2 separate regions of the Hordeum vulgare genome follow, and region 2 is linked to region 1. The links are chromatin contacts, called in public Hi-C maps. All regions are on one chromosome and are shown on one strand. The core of a region is the stretch at or near the end of the contact, and the rest is flanking DNA. Distances in the headings are between cores, read along the strand shown.

Region 1 (7,758 bases), core at 5,013-7,512:
TCCCGGCTTGGAACAGGGTCGGGACTAAAGGTTAGGCCTTTAGTCCCGCCCCTTTAGTCCCGGTTGGTGAACCGGGACTAAAGCCCCTTACGGGCCGGGGCTATAGGCCCTGTCCCCACTAGTAGACCTAGCCGCACCCCTTAAATCGCCACTATACAAACCAACATCCCTCGTATTCAGGCCAGATTTGAAGCGGATATGAAGAGTTTCGGACGCGTCCGTCACGTCGAATTTGACCCACACTGGTTCATCCCGATGCCACACATATTCATCTTTGTCCGTATTTCAGACCATACCCTAACCGCTTCACTGTCCAAGCTTTGTTCGAGAGATCTCCAAAATTCTCCGACATGATTGGGCAACGGATCGGACATCAAGCTCTCATGTTTCATCAACCGAGACCTTGTCTCAAGCGGGGACAAGGAAAAGGTTGTTGCCCGCATGGCTCACGCCGTTCATGGGACGGAGTGTGCCCTACCGCGATCAAACTCGATCCGGTAGGAAACTATTTCATCGACGCAAATGACGCTCAGATTTGGTTGGTGGCTCGAGGCGCTTGACCGCAGCCTCGCCAAACACATAGACCATCTTTTGTCGCCCCCAACTCTGGGGTGGCGACGCAACCCCTTTGGTGGCGCCTAGTCCTCGCGGCATCAACTCCGAGTCGGAGGTTAGCGCTGGCATGCATGATGGGCCGTCTGATGCTATACTGTGGTGTGCCCGGCATGTGAGGCAGAGGGCGAGGGAGGCCGAGGCGGCGGAGGCGCAATCGCATGCCGCCTTGGACAAGGAAACCATTTGTATCCGCATCCTTGAGAAGCGACAAAGCAGGGCGACACGCGTCCTCATCCGGGAGCAAAAACGGACGGTTTGTGCCATTGTCGGACTGTCTCCAAAGCGAAGAGGGAGCAGGCGAGTGACGGGTCGGATAGCTCCGACGATGAGCAGACCTGATTTGATCCATTTTGCGTCTTTTATCGCTACGTTCAAGACAATGACTGCAAGGTAAATGGCAACCTAAACTATCTTCATGGCTTTAGTTTCAATAATATGTCGAATTTTGATAATCTAATGGCATGTATGATGCAACATAGCATGGCAATTTTTGATAGTCCACTCACATGCATGATGAAATAGCCAGATGCTACGTGTGGGATCGAGATGTTTACATAGAGTTAAGTTTACATTGCATATGATTGTATGAATTTGTTAATTTACCAATGAGGTATCCGGTTGTGCAGGCAGCGAAATAAGGGATGGTCGGTCATTGTCCGTGAACATGCTCGGACGTGTTTGTTGACGTTTGTGGCGCCCGATTAGATGCTCTTGGCAACACGAAATGATGGGGATGCATCATGCGCGCCCGATAATAAGATGTTAACATAGACACGTACGGTTGTCCCAAAGCTAGCGGACCGATCTGGCGAGCGAAACTTTCGTGCGCGGCAACAGCAAGGACACTTCGTCGGATGCGCTGGATTACCCGGCCGGTCCAGAGATTCCAGACACGAGCGGGACTTGCATCCGTCGGGCCCAATGCAAAGGGGACGCGACCAGCCATGGACGACGGATCGACCGGAGAAGGCGAGAGGGATAGAAGAATAGCCATCGAGAGGCCGCCGTCAGAGAGCTCATGATGGTGCGCCTGCATGGAGGGGCAGGCCAAGATGGGCAGCCCGTGAGGGCACTCTCATCATGGCCGCGAAGATCAGAATCGGATCGCCGAGGAAGAGGATAAGCGCAATCGTACACGCGTCGCCACCGCTGTACACTTCGGTGCTTCGATACGGTACGAACCACAAAGCACAGAGAAGGCGTCGCGGTTGATGGTCCATGGCCACGTCCCGACATGCAGAGCTGTGTAGAGGCCAGCGTTGCTCGCCCGTCTCGCCGGCGCGCACCAGTACGGCTACGGTCGCGGGGCTTTCGCTCTCCCGGCGTCGGCCAGCACGGCGGCGCGCGCGCGCGCACATGGATTTGCCTTTTCGCTCCGGAGGCTGCCTCGGTCCAGTTCTGCTCCTGCATTGGCCCCCTTTCGGCAAAAGGTGCCGGTGCCCGACACCGCCGGCACGTGGGGACGCCCGTCGTCCTCGTCTGAGGGTGCCCCGCCCCGCCATGCCCACGCTTGCAGCAGTAACCGTCGCAGCAAACCACAGTCACCACATATACGGGAGGTGCGGCTTTTGCACTTGCAGTTCTTTCTCTGACCCGCATCGACCCATCCATCAGTGTCACTGGGACTTGCCCGTGGTCCGATCGAGCATCTGATGATGATCGCACTGCGAGACCATGGGCGTTGAACGATCGCATGCATGCATGCCCTCCTCTGACACGCGCTGACACGGACGCGTACGCAGAGACATGTCACACCGCGCCATGCCGTTTCCTCGCGTCAGTTTCCTCTTACCCGGGCCGGCAACTTGAACTGTGCCCGAGCAGTGAGCCGAGCGGGCGCCTCCGTGTGGCAGCTTCCGATCACCCACGGTCACCACGGGGCCATGCATCGACCTCGAGCCTCGCCAACGCCAAGCGTCCTCGGCGTGCACCGCGTCGATCATCCGGACACGCCCGATCGCGCTGACACGGACGCATGGCATGATCCGGTCTTGGCGCGGTGCTCGCTCGATCCCCTGTTATGTCCGTCGCTAATCCGGATGCCTCGCGCGCATGGGCGCCGTGGCCGCACAGCGGGGCGAGCAGCTCCCATGGGCGGTTCCTGCGCGGACGACAAGGCCCTCGCGCTCCACGACAGCGGCTGCCGCCGGTCGCTATGGGCGCTCGTGGTTCGTTGGAGGCTTCGCAGCCGCGGCCGCTCTCCATGCCTGCCCTGTCATGGCGCCCACACCAAACACGGCAACGCGTACAGTAATTAACAGCACATCGCGCGGCCAACATCACGACTATTCGCACGCCGAAGGTGGCGGTCGCGTGACGCCAAGGCGGCTGGCCTCGCCGGCACCGCTGTCAGCGACAGCGCGGCGCCGGAGGTCAAGGAGAGGCAGCGACGGCGCCCTGTTTGGAGCTTGGACGAGAACGGCTGGACTGGCTCGCGCGAGAGCCCACGACAGCTTCCGGGGCTGCCGGCCTACCCAACAGCGCCTGGGCCCCCAACGGACTTTCGGCCTCCTCTGCTCGGCCTAGTTACCGTGCAGACGCAGCCATGAAACCACTGAAAAACCGAGTAATATTGCCCCGACAGACCTGGGCCATTTCCATCCCGTCTTTCTCGACGCACCTGGACCCCGGCCCCCATTGCTTTGTCACGTCCACTCGCATGTCAGAGAGAGGAACACCGGAAGCAAGCGCTGAAAGAGGATGGGCATATGGCCTCTGAATTCTGATCTAGTCTGCACATAAAACAACGTCGGTATCATGCCGATACTGCTGCTGCTTCCCACGTTCACCGTCGTCTACACTTCTACCGCAGTGCATGCATGCATGCAATAGCAACCGACCCATGCACGCACGCACGCTTCTCACCCTGTCAGCCAGCCATTACTACTCGAGCAGTCGAGCCACCGGCGAACAGCGAGAGGCCGGGGAGGAAATCAAATCCTTCGACCGCAGCGGCGTTTCTGTTCCTCTCATGGTGAAAGAGATGAGCGCCGGCCGTGCATGAGGTGCATCGCTGGCGACATGAGCTAGATGCTGGCGAAATTTGCGGGGCCATGTGATGGATGGTACGCCTCCGTCTCCGTCTCCGTCGTAAATGTGCATGCCCCCCCGACAGCATCTTTTACGCTGTACAGCGCGTACCGGGCCGGACGGCGACGGGTTTCTCGCCTGAGCTTTCCTGGAAGAGGGCCGCGCTCGGCTTGATCGATCACCACGTCGCCGTCCGGCATATGCGTCCATGCAGCCCGATGAATGCCCCGAAAGCGATCGTCGAGCGCTCTCGGCCAGGCGTACGTACCGTCGCGCTCGGTGCCGCATCGTCAGCGCCACCCTCACTCGGACACCACCGCACGCATGGCGTAAATGCATAATAGGAGTACCACACTCCATCACCTGATCACCTCTGCCGAGCTCTGGACGTACCTCGTAAGTTGACGGCAGTTGTAATCCTGATGGCTTTGTTAATTTAAAACCGGACTCGTACGAGTCTTCGTTTTACAAAAAATTAAAATAAAAAGGCACGAACGTACTACTCTACCACGAGTGGACTGCAACGGGGCGGGTGTGCAGTTCTTCTCCTGGGGCCTTGGAGCGGTGCCCATGGCAGCGTCCGTCGATGGCCGGCCACCGGGCTGAGGCGAGGTCACCAGCCAGCTTGAACGAGGGCTCCGCCTCCGTGTTGTGTTGCAGTCGACGACGTGATCGCGGACAGGGACCGTGATCAACATCTGCACCGCAACAACCATGCCCAGACGACACCCAAACAGCTTCGACGGTCCGTCGGTTCCCATCGACAGCTCGCTAGCTAGCATCCAACCTCCCGACTACGATCATGCATGCATTCGGCACGCAGCCGGATCGAACAGAGCACCAACTTTCAATCCGTTCACGCTCGATACATACATCAGTACATATCCTTGACGCGATTCATCAGTACATATATCCATGGCCGCAGCCTGCATGCGTACGTACCGGTTGTTAAAAAACTGAAACAAGCGTGTGCGCGCGCGTGTGCATAAATTTACGGCTCGTGAAACAAGCATGGCGTACGTCATGGAGCACAGGAGCAGCATTCAGGGGCGGGCGACCAGCGCTCGCAAGTTGCGATTATCAATCAGCAGAATCAAACATGCAATATGCTGTGCGCGCGTGCGCGTGCAGTCTAGCTAGGGGAAGAAGACAATGCCCCGTCCCATGCGGGAACAGTCGGGGCCTGTAGCCGGACAGAAGCGGAGCCTGGCGAGTGCCATGGGTGGGTGCTCTCCACAACGGAGGCACGTCCACCAATTCCTTCCAAGCCTACTATTCTACATCTTCTATCTATCCACACTGATCCCTGAACTAGTTGGATATATATGTGCAGACAATGATGGAACCTGGAACAGTCGGGATATTGTTTCTTCGAGGCGCTAAAATATTCAGGCCGCGGGCACGGGCAGGCACAATGATGCTCGAGTATTCAGCAATAAGCAGCGAAATCAGACGACGTAAATTAAATTATGCTTCCTGTCGCTCACAAGTGCGCATCGGCGAGTGGAATGGACACTAAACCTTGGTGGCCAACCGAGAGCTATGGGTATCCTAGTATAAGTTTCTTGATTAAACCGCACATGTCTAGGAGAAAGGAGCGAGCTGCTCACCTCGTATTTAAGCATTTTTGGTAACGCATAGGTGCCCGTTTTGTCGGGCGGCTTTATTAATTAAGCTCATGGATCGTCATGGAGAAGCATCATGTGCTCCTGCAATGCATTATATGATGTCTTCATCGTCAGGTCGATGGTAACGTCAGCTGCTAGTAATTTACAATAAGCAATGAGAAGATCGTGTAGCGGCGATTTGACAATACGCGCGGCAAAGGATCACGCTTTCAGATGCAAAGTGGTAACAAAAATGAAGAGATTGCATGATGCGTCATCTTCCGGAGGATCGGTCGAGAGCGACGTGAGTGGGTTTTTTCACATCGATCGTCACTTCGTTAGTGCTAACTGCCTAGGCAATTATTTTGCTGGCTTATTGTGGAGGCGGTGTAGATTAAAAGGAACGAAGGGTGGAGGAAAAAGAAACCCCAACAAAGAAGTGGTCCATCCACTTAAATCGATCCCAAATGTGTTTTTGTTTGGAAGCTAGCAAATGGAGTGCTGCATTTTCCGATCGCGGGACCGATCTCTCATGGAAGGTCGGTCCAAACGAATGCAACCTTGCGCCTAAGGTCCTGCAAATGCGATGCTTCGATCGCAAGGTAGCCATCCATCTATTCCGGCAAAATGGATCGATTATCTTGACATGCATCTTTTTCCACGCAGAGATCGCGAACCCGCAACGCCGACAGGCTAGGGGGAAGCGCCATGTGCAATATGGTTTTTGGTGAGTTCATTGTGAAGCTTTGCAGGCTCGATTTGAAGCTATGCTGCAAGAATCCATTCGGTTTAATTCTTGACATAAACAGGAACGGGGCTGCCTGTAACAGTCTTGACAGGCATGGGAATGCTCTATCTCAAAAGGCAAAAAAATATTAGACACGCTGAAAGCTATGCACTGGAATGTTTCCACGAACAATTTGGCACCTTGCTTGCTAGCTTAGCTACGTTGTCATCCGTCGCCCATAACTCAGGACCTCTCTAGACATCTATACTGTAGAGTTCCAGATCCTCCGAAAGCCACGGCTCACCTAACGGAGGAGATGGGGCGCATCACATAAGAAATCATTCGATGATATACCACTTCGTGGATTTCATCATAGAGCAAAACCAATCAAGACATCACATGCTGAAATAGTCCGTTTATCACATGGAAATCGACACGAGCGGATGAAGGATTGATGATGGAAACATCCCTCTGCTGCAAATGCTTTCGATGGAAGATTCCTGCTCCCCCCTGCAAACGTTAGTGTAGTGTAAAAAATGCTCTCATATTGTACGACCGAGGGAGTAGAAGCTTAGATGGAGCGCCCGCCAGCGGGATCATCATCGAACAGCGAAACCTGTTGTTATAAGGGTGGGCTCCGGATTCTAGAAACTGCAGAGACAGTAAATTAATCTGTTCTCCTGATGCGTGTGTCGCCATCGTATTCGCAAAGAACGGCGCAAGTGTTGTGTATGATTCATCTTATCTTTCGCACTATGGAGTTAGGCAGTTAGCCTTGTGTGATTCAGAGCGATGGGGCGATCGGTCTAACAGCATTGGTTAGAAATGGCAATCAGAGCATTAAATTACGTTACAATCATTTGCTCATTGCTTGCACTCATGCATTAGGCCTTGAATGTGCCTGGTCCTTTTTTCCCTGATGACTCTCATCTGTAACTACCTTTGAGCAATGATTGATGAAAGTCTTAACTCATAACAATATTGGAAGGATTACATACTACTTCCTTCGTCCCAAATTAAATGTCTTAAGCTTAATACAATTTTATATTAGAGTTAGTACAAAGTTGAAACAGTTATTTCAAGACTGACTGACGGAGTAGTATACTACCACTCTTCAAAGCCGTCACACACAGGTCGCAACCTGCAACATGATCTTTACATGGTCTCTGCATGAGTTTGTCAGTTTTCACTTTTCAGAGAAGAAGCTCAGCCCAAGTGTAGTTGTTTTCAAAGAAGAACCGTCAATCTCGGCCGTCAGGTGTACTTTATAAATCGTTCTACAAATCACTCCATGCATTGCTAACTTGGCCTTTTCCAAGTGCGCGGCACAAGCGAATTCATTCTGAACGAACAAAGTAGCCAACGACGGAGTATTCAAATTTTAATTAAAAAAGGCGTGGTTATTGTACTTGAGATTATACATAACTGATAATCTATAAAAACTGCGATCATGGTCTCATGTAATCTGTAAAAACTGTGATTGCACCTTCCGATCTCCTCGGATGCGACAAGCTCGTTAGAGTCTCACCGGCCGATCCGCTCGTGACTCGTAAGAGCAACTCAAATACGTGCACTCTCAAAAAACAAAAACAATGTCGAAATAACGTCACTGGCTCTTTCAGGTGCTGTAAAATTTAATACGCTGCAGTAATGCTTCAACAGATATAGTAAAAAAATAACGCATGTATCTAAACATACACACAAATGCAAATACGAATATTAAAATATAAATACAAATAGTTAACCGATAAATATTAAAATTCAAATACAAACTATCAA
Region 2 (7,603 bases), core at 1,504-4,003, 120 kb after region 1:
ACATCCTTTCCAAATAAACAATTACACGTATCCCCACATGTAAAACTAGCAACCTCTCAAGAGACATATAAACTAATGTACTTTAGTCACATATGGGATCTATCATAAATAAAAACACACATCCCCACATATGGAACTAACAACCTTCTAAGAGGCATATAAACAAATATACCTTACTCACATGTGAGACATGTCATAAATAAACAAATGCAGTACTTTCATATGAGACCAGCCCTTTTTGTAAAAGGCACAAATAACAGACATAATGTGACTTCAGCTCAAAATCGATCTTGGTTAGTTCTCTTCCCAATCTACTATGGTCATATAAAATTCTTTGATGTTGCATGTCTCTCACTGTATTATTGCTATCTTTTCTAATCATAAATCACGCAATGGTCATAAAAGGATGCCAACGTTATTTCACCACCTCAAAGCAAATGGTTCCGTGGCAACGCACGAGCATCGTGCTAGTAAATACTAATTGAAGTAGTGTCCTAGCATGAGGGACAAACTAGCTCGTGTAAATGACTCGAGGGAATGGTTTATAACCAACTTACCCTACCTCTGTTTGGGTGATAATTCCATTGTGTTTTTTAGGTGTCTCACTTGTGAAAAATTCTTAGTAACTTCATGTGGGTGGGGGGATCATGATGTTCCGAACAACTTTTTCTTGAAATAAAATTAAGATTTATTCATTAGAAATAACCATTACATCGTTCATGAGAATTGGTAAAATATCATTACTACGCTCCTCGAACCATTCTGAAATGAAATAAAATTTAGCTAAATTGGCAAGTTCATGAGCTACTTTATTTGATTTTCTATTAAAATGCTCGAGACAACTATGTGGTGTTGTTGTTAATGTAGGGCTTACTGAAGGAGAAATAGGCTAGAGGTTGATTACGTAAAAATCATGTGTTAAGTCATTATTTGCAATGGATGTGTGTACCACTTTAATGGCTTGTCATTATTATATTAGAAAAGGTACTAGGAATGATGTGTTTCCTTTTATATCAATTCATCAAACATATTTAGGGGAAAACCTATATGTAGCTCAGTGCATTGATCAGTTTATTGGAAGTTCAATCTATAATCAAGAGAATGAGTAACTTGTACAATGTAATATTATGAATAAACCTAGAAATTGACAAGAACATTGTAAATTCTATGTGATGCAACAATAGAAAAGGCATGAGTACTTTTCTATATGAGAAATAATATTGAATCCACCAACCTTTGATTGAACACTTCAAGTGCTAGTAGAGTTCTCGAAGCATCCAATTTGCAATCAATCCTTGATTAGGTTCCAAAGGCTAAGGGAGAAATGACACTTGAAGATGAGGCGGTCAACTAATTCGTGCTCGTGCTTGCATACATGGCAGAGGCCATAATTTGATCATCCCCTTTTGGCCAATCTACCTGTCCTCCATATCCCGACCTCCAAAACATTATGAAGCATGCTTTATATAACATTGCGGACACTGGCGGAGCGTTGGCATGACCAAGGAGGATCACGACTCATCGTTTCATGAGAAATATTATTAATGATAAGCTTGCCCTAATGCTAATCTTATGGCTTCTGTAATCTCCCTAACTCTCTTTGCCACGCCTCCCCCCTTCGAAGGTTGCTTCAATACCATAACGTTATCTGCCTTTGGGTCTGTAACATGTGGGACAGCCAACTGTTGGTCTCACATGTCATGCATCCAGATGCACCTGCCCTAAGACAGTGGAGCTCAATCCCCCCTCTCCCTCCCCCCTTATTTTGGTTCAAGCCCCGCCATTGGTTATGGAGGCTGCCAAATAATGACTCCGTAGAAGTTTTTCTTGTGTGATTTTTGAGCTAACTTTCACATAGTTTATATTTTATTTTAGGGAAGCTTAAAACATCTACAGCCAGACATTACAAATATGACCCCCCTAAACGTCAGCGGACGCGTCCTGTCAGTGACTGGGCGTGTCTCCTATTTGTTCGTCCGCGCAGTCATACTCTTTATTTTCTTCCTCATATGTCACGTCACTTGCACGTGATTGGTGAAGAGGAAGAGAGAGAAAGAAAAGAATGAATAAAAAAAGAAAAATATGGTCTAGCATGAGGTCGTGTCTTATGTGATGGATTGACTAGACACCCGGACGCGTCCGCAAGCCCTCATATCCTCTCCATATTTAAGATGAATATGAGGATTGGCGAACAGCTCGAACATATAAAAACAATATGAGAGGTCCAACCACTAACCAGACGCGTCTGCGAACATATAAGAGGGTCGGTTGTAGTACGATGGCTACTCCATGGCTTGGTGTGGCCCATTGCTGGTCGATAGGTCGATCTTATCCAAACATGCACGCTCGACCCAGGTCCCATGTGTTTTCGTTCTTTTACTTTTGAGGTGGGGCGGTCAATAGCAGTCCTTTCTCAAATCCTCTCTACATCCAAGACTAAAGTAAATCCTGATCATCAATTCAATCCACAAAGAAGAATCGACAACCACGATCGAATGGATACTTGAACGGATAGATACACAACCAATTCGCCGTGATCGGCTTCGAGCCTGGAGCTGCGGCCACAAGGAATCCATGCTGCTATTTCGCCTGAACACGAAGATAGACCAACCCTGGTCTGCATAATTAAGCGTTCCACCTAATCGTATGCAACTAACACCAAAAGATAGACACTCTCAATCAACCATCAATCAGAAAGATAAAAAAGCACCAAAAAGATAGACAGCTATGTGACCCGAAAAAACCCTGTCACGTGCAGATACAGGTACAGGTACAGCCAGCAGTGCAATTATCCTGCTGCCTATGAGCGAAATCAATTCCTTAATTCCACACACACAGAAAGAGAAATCAATTCCTTAGTTCCACACACACAGAAAGAGAAATCAATTTCTTAATCAACAGTACAGTGCCAGAGGCCATGCAGCTGCAAGCAAAACCTGGTGCCGGCGAAATCCGCAGGCCGTTCGCAGCGCAAATGGCATGTCGAGGACCCGGCACGCAGTTGGAACCGCTTCGCACGACCGTCAGCAGCAAGATCTCGTTCGCGGCCGCCCGACCCGGATGTGTCCCGGCCCAGCCAGCTTCGTCCCTCCGTGTGTGTCCGCGCTGTCGTTCCGATCCATTCCGATTTCCCTTTCCCTGCGCACTTCATCAAAGCAAAAAAAGAACAGACAGTCCGATATTTCCTTCCGGATAACAAAGGATAGAGTGAACCTCATTGTGACTAATAACGCACTATTACCGATCGCCGTCAGGATTCAGAAACAACCGCGAAGCCATACATACATACATTCATAGATGCAAAAACACGGGCTGAAGCTGAACGTTTCTCCGACTCTACGGATGTATAGAGATAATAATAACGACAGAAGATGCACAGCATGTTGATCGGGCCTGGTAGTCGTACTAGGAAGGACCGTGTCATGTTTATCGCTAGTCAAGTGGACAGTAAAGACGAATACTACTAATCTTTTTTTTTAAGAACTAGACGAGTAATCTGAAGGAAAAGCAAGCGTGTCAGCCGGTCTCTCACACGGATAATAACGTTGGAACCAAGAATTCTCCAAAAAAAACAAAAAAAAACGTTGGAAGCAATAGATATCAGGGCCCCGCGGTTTCCGGCCCACGTCAGCCAGCCGCGCCTACCGTTGACTCCACCATCCCACCCACGGCCCGCCCGCGGGCGGCGCCCAATAAAAAGCCCGCACGCCACAGCGCAACTGCACAAGAGACCAAAGAAACGCACAGCCGCAAAGAAACCCAACGACAGGTTCGGCTCGGCGGCGCGGGGGTTTCATCTCCATCCATCCACGATCCACACCCGCGGCGAGGCGATGGACGCCGACCACGACCACGGCGGCGGCGCGGCCGACGAGGCGGAGGCGGCCTTCTTCGCGCGCCGGGGCAGCCGGTGCTGCTGCTTCCCCTGCTGGCCCTCCTCCTCCTCGTCCTCCGCCCTCTCCCACCAGCGCGTCGGCGGGGCGGGTGCGGGTGCGGGTGCGGCGACGCTGGGGGCGGAGGAGGAGCACTGGTGGCAGGGCGCGGTGGACGCCATGCTCAAGGTGCGGGAGTGGTCGGAGCTGGCGGCGGGGCCGCGCTGGAAGACCTTCATCCGGCGCTTCGGCCGCGGGCCCGGCCCGCGCCCGCACCACGCCTTCGGCGGCCGCAAGCTCAACTACGACGCGCTCAGCTACGCGCTCAACTTCGACGAGGGCCACGGCGCCACCCCCGACCCCGGCGACCACGCCGGCGGCTACCGCGACTTCTCCTCCCGCTTCGCCGCCCCGCCCTCCTCCGCCAAGTCCTCCATGGACCTCGGCGGCCGCGACGCGCCGCCGCTCTTCCGCCCGCCTCCCGCCGACGCCTGACCGCTCCTCCGCCCCCCTTCCTCCCCGATCGCGCCACAGGAAAAGGAAAGGTATAATCGCTCGACGACGATGGTGGTCAAACTCTCAAAGCGTGGCAAAAAGATGGCGGCCTTTTCTCGGATGGTTCGGTTCCATGGGGACTGGATGGATGGGGATTCGTTTCTTTCTTCTTTCTTCCAGTTCTTTCTCCCCCTCCCCCTGCTCCCATGATTGATTGATGATGTTCCCCCCACTGTACAAAGAAAAACAAAGAAGAAGAGGAGAAGCGACTGCTACATTCGTTGTCATTCATACTTAATCCAAGTTTTGTCCCCAATTACGGCTGATAATTTATTCTTTTTGATCTCGCGAATGGTTGGTCGGTGACTTCTTGGTGTCGCATTAGCAATTTCGCCGTTGTTTTGCATAAACAAAGTTGAGTGTCCGGCCGGAAACTTGCGCGATTGGCAAGAAGAAGAGGAAAAGGAATTTTGACCCGAATTCTGAAAGCTTGGCGTGCTCCAGCTGGGACTGATTGCGACCCAAGAAACGACGGGAGACCTTGGGCTGGAGGCGTTCGAGAGCCAGGATAGAGATGCTTGTCGCGACCGTGCACGTCTTACACGAGACGGCGGCCATCTTGTGACGCATGTCCCCCCTTTTGGAGGGGTTCCACGGCTCCACGCATGTGAAGGATGGATGAGGGATCGTACTCCTCGCTGTAAATTGGAGGAGAGAATTGATGTGAAATCATGGCGAGAACCGTGACCTGAAGAGAAAGGGAGAATATCATACGGAAATCAATATTAAATAAAAAAATTATAAAAATCATATCGTAAAGTTTCAAAAAAACTAAAACTATGGAATATTAAGATGATGATGTTTTATTGTCACATAAAATTTTAAGTTGAAACACATTAGAAGATGTGAGCTACGGAAAAGATAAATTTTAGCCTTGAATGGTGACATTACTATTTGACATTATTCAAAGCTGATTTTGCGTGGCAATAAAACATCATCCTCTTAACATGCAATATTTGTTTCAGTTTTTTCTTCAAAACTTCAAAACATATTTTTTTTTATACTCCCTTCGTCCATATATATAGGGCCTAATGCATTTTTCGAGATTGCGTTTGACTATTGATAAGATTAATAGTATATGAAATGTATAATGTAAAAATTATATCCTTGAAAGCTCCTTTCACATACGAATTTGAAAATACGCTTTGTGTAACTTGCATGTCATATATTATTGCTCTAACATATGGTCAAAGTTAGCCTCGAAAAACGCATTAGACCATATATATATGGATAGAGGGAGTAGTTTTCACCGGTTTTCATCTAATGTTGGTTTCCGTATGATATTCTCCTTGAAGGGAAGGGAGGGAATCATGGACCGCCGTATCCAATTCAGACATACCTCCAACCGTCCAGTATTTCTTAGCAAACGCCCCGGACCATTCAAACGTTCTTCATGGCAATTTGTGTTCCACAGATGTCAATTTCTTCAGCAACACATGGTAAATCTGTTATTTTTCAGAATTTGCTATGCTTCCTGAAGGAATTTGTCATCCTCACGACATTGTAAATTTGATATTAAAAAAGTTTGTTTTATTAAGACCTACAAACTACTCCGCATCATCCACTTTGAATGGTTTGTGCAATGAAGCCTCCATCAGCCCAAAGTGGGTTTCTTCCTGGAGTATGTAGACCAGCTTTGGCAATATGAAAACCATACGCCATACTCATCAATCATAATCACGGTATGAATGTATTCTCTCTATTTCTTCTCAACTACAATTATTTAGGTAGAGGGGAATATGTAGTAGTAGCATCTTAACTTTGTCATGACCCACGGCTGTGACGAGCTCATGAAATGCTCTGTCCATTTCAATCATACAGAGGAATAATAATCCTAGTCTCAGGGCTTTGGCCTTTCTGAGGTGTTGCACTGCTGTGCTGAGTGTTGTGCCATCAGATTTTGTAAGGGACGAGCCTTGCTTTTAAACAGAAAGTATATATCATAAGCTGTATCATATCATCAGATATGACAACTAACAGCAGCTACTGAAAACTATGGTGTAAACAATGGTGATGCACTGCCGTATCAGCATCTGGTTGATGATTGCAGTAGCTGGGTGGGCATTTGGCATGGCATGGTATGTTCATCCTAGTAGTTGAACACTAATCATTTCCACACAAATAATTTAGTAGACTAGGAGTAGTAGTAGTAGCAGCTCACATCTCAAAAGCAAAGTGCTGGAATTATTGTCGGCATCTCCGGTTGTTTAATCAGCATGGGTGTGTGGAGGGCTGTCAGTTGTCACCTCTTCTTGCTGTCTGATTAAGTGTGCTGGGTATCATAATATAATAACGTATAGAACTTGCACTGTTCTACACCATTAACAGCTTTCCACTATCAGATATTATGTCAGTATTAATCTATCAGGTGACAGCATTATAAAAATCCCGAGTGCAGCCAGAAACCTGGCAATCACCATCTGGGGCGCAATATGCAGAAGATGGCGGGATTTGGATTTGGATGCCGAATACTTGCAGACACGATGGGATGAACAGCGGGACGGAGCTACAATTTCAGTAAACATAAGCAGATGCAGAGCATGAATGGGAGCAACGGCTAGAGAGGATGGCACTGAAAGAAATTAACGGTAAGAGCATTCTGGCAACAGTTTAATTAACCATGTGCTCGTGCAGGCAAACACCCTGATCGGATCCCTGACAAGGCGGCAAACACGCCTGAGATCTGGCATGTGTCCCAGATGGCGTCGACAGCTGCAGTTTATTCGACGTTGATAGTGGCTTGTGAACGCATTTCTTTAAAATACTAATTTCTCCATCCAAAAATAAGGGACAAATTTAATACTCCTCCGTAAACTAATATAAAAGCGTTTAGATCACTATTTTCGTTATCTAAAGTCTTATATTAGTTTATAGAAGGAGTACAATTTTATAATTAATTAATACAAAGTTGAGATATTTATTTTAAAACGGATGAAGTAATATCCAAACAGGGCTAAAACTTATATAACAGGAGAGGAAGTGAGGTCGTTGCTACGTGAAATAGGTTTATTTGACCCCTAAGGTATGGTTTTTGGGACACTTCTTCTTTACTCCATTTTTGGTCTATTGTCGCTTGACCACATCCCGCTGATCCACGTCCGAGTCTAGGCTCACATACCCTGATGGACAATAAATTCAGGAAAAATAACAAACATAAAAACTAATTTCGTTTACAC

What was found. A called contact is a pair of places that touch in the nucleus more often than the background predicts.
Region 2: a contact with region 1 is called in a Hi-C map of seedling, with 2.0 times the contacts expected there. The contact joins the promoter of LOC123402478 here to the enhancer-like site in region 1. A contact is called at or near these places in 2 of 6 Hi-C or Micro-C datasets (leaf and seedling).

The regions. Positions count from the first base shown.
Region 1 is chr6H:507,816,184-507,823,941 of MorexV3_pseudomolecules_assembly, forward strand. No RefSeq gene overlaps it. Among protein-coding and RNA genes, the nearest start is that of LOC123402189, 29 kb to the left of the region's middle. Within about 2 kb of position 6,263, at least 2 of the 3 cell types and tissues checked have open chromatin away from gene starts, as enhancers often do. A contact at or near this core is called in seedling, where this site is marked.
Region 2 is chr6H:507,937,424-507,945,026 of MorexV3_pseudomolecules_assembly, forward strand. It overlaps LOC123402478, which reads left to right and starts at 2,754. Exons shown (of 1, transcript XM_045096400.1): 1 at 2,754-4,683. The coding sequence starts at 3,834. The coding sequence ends at 4,367.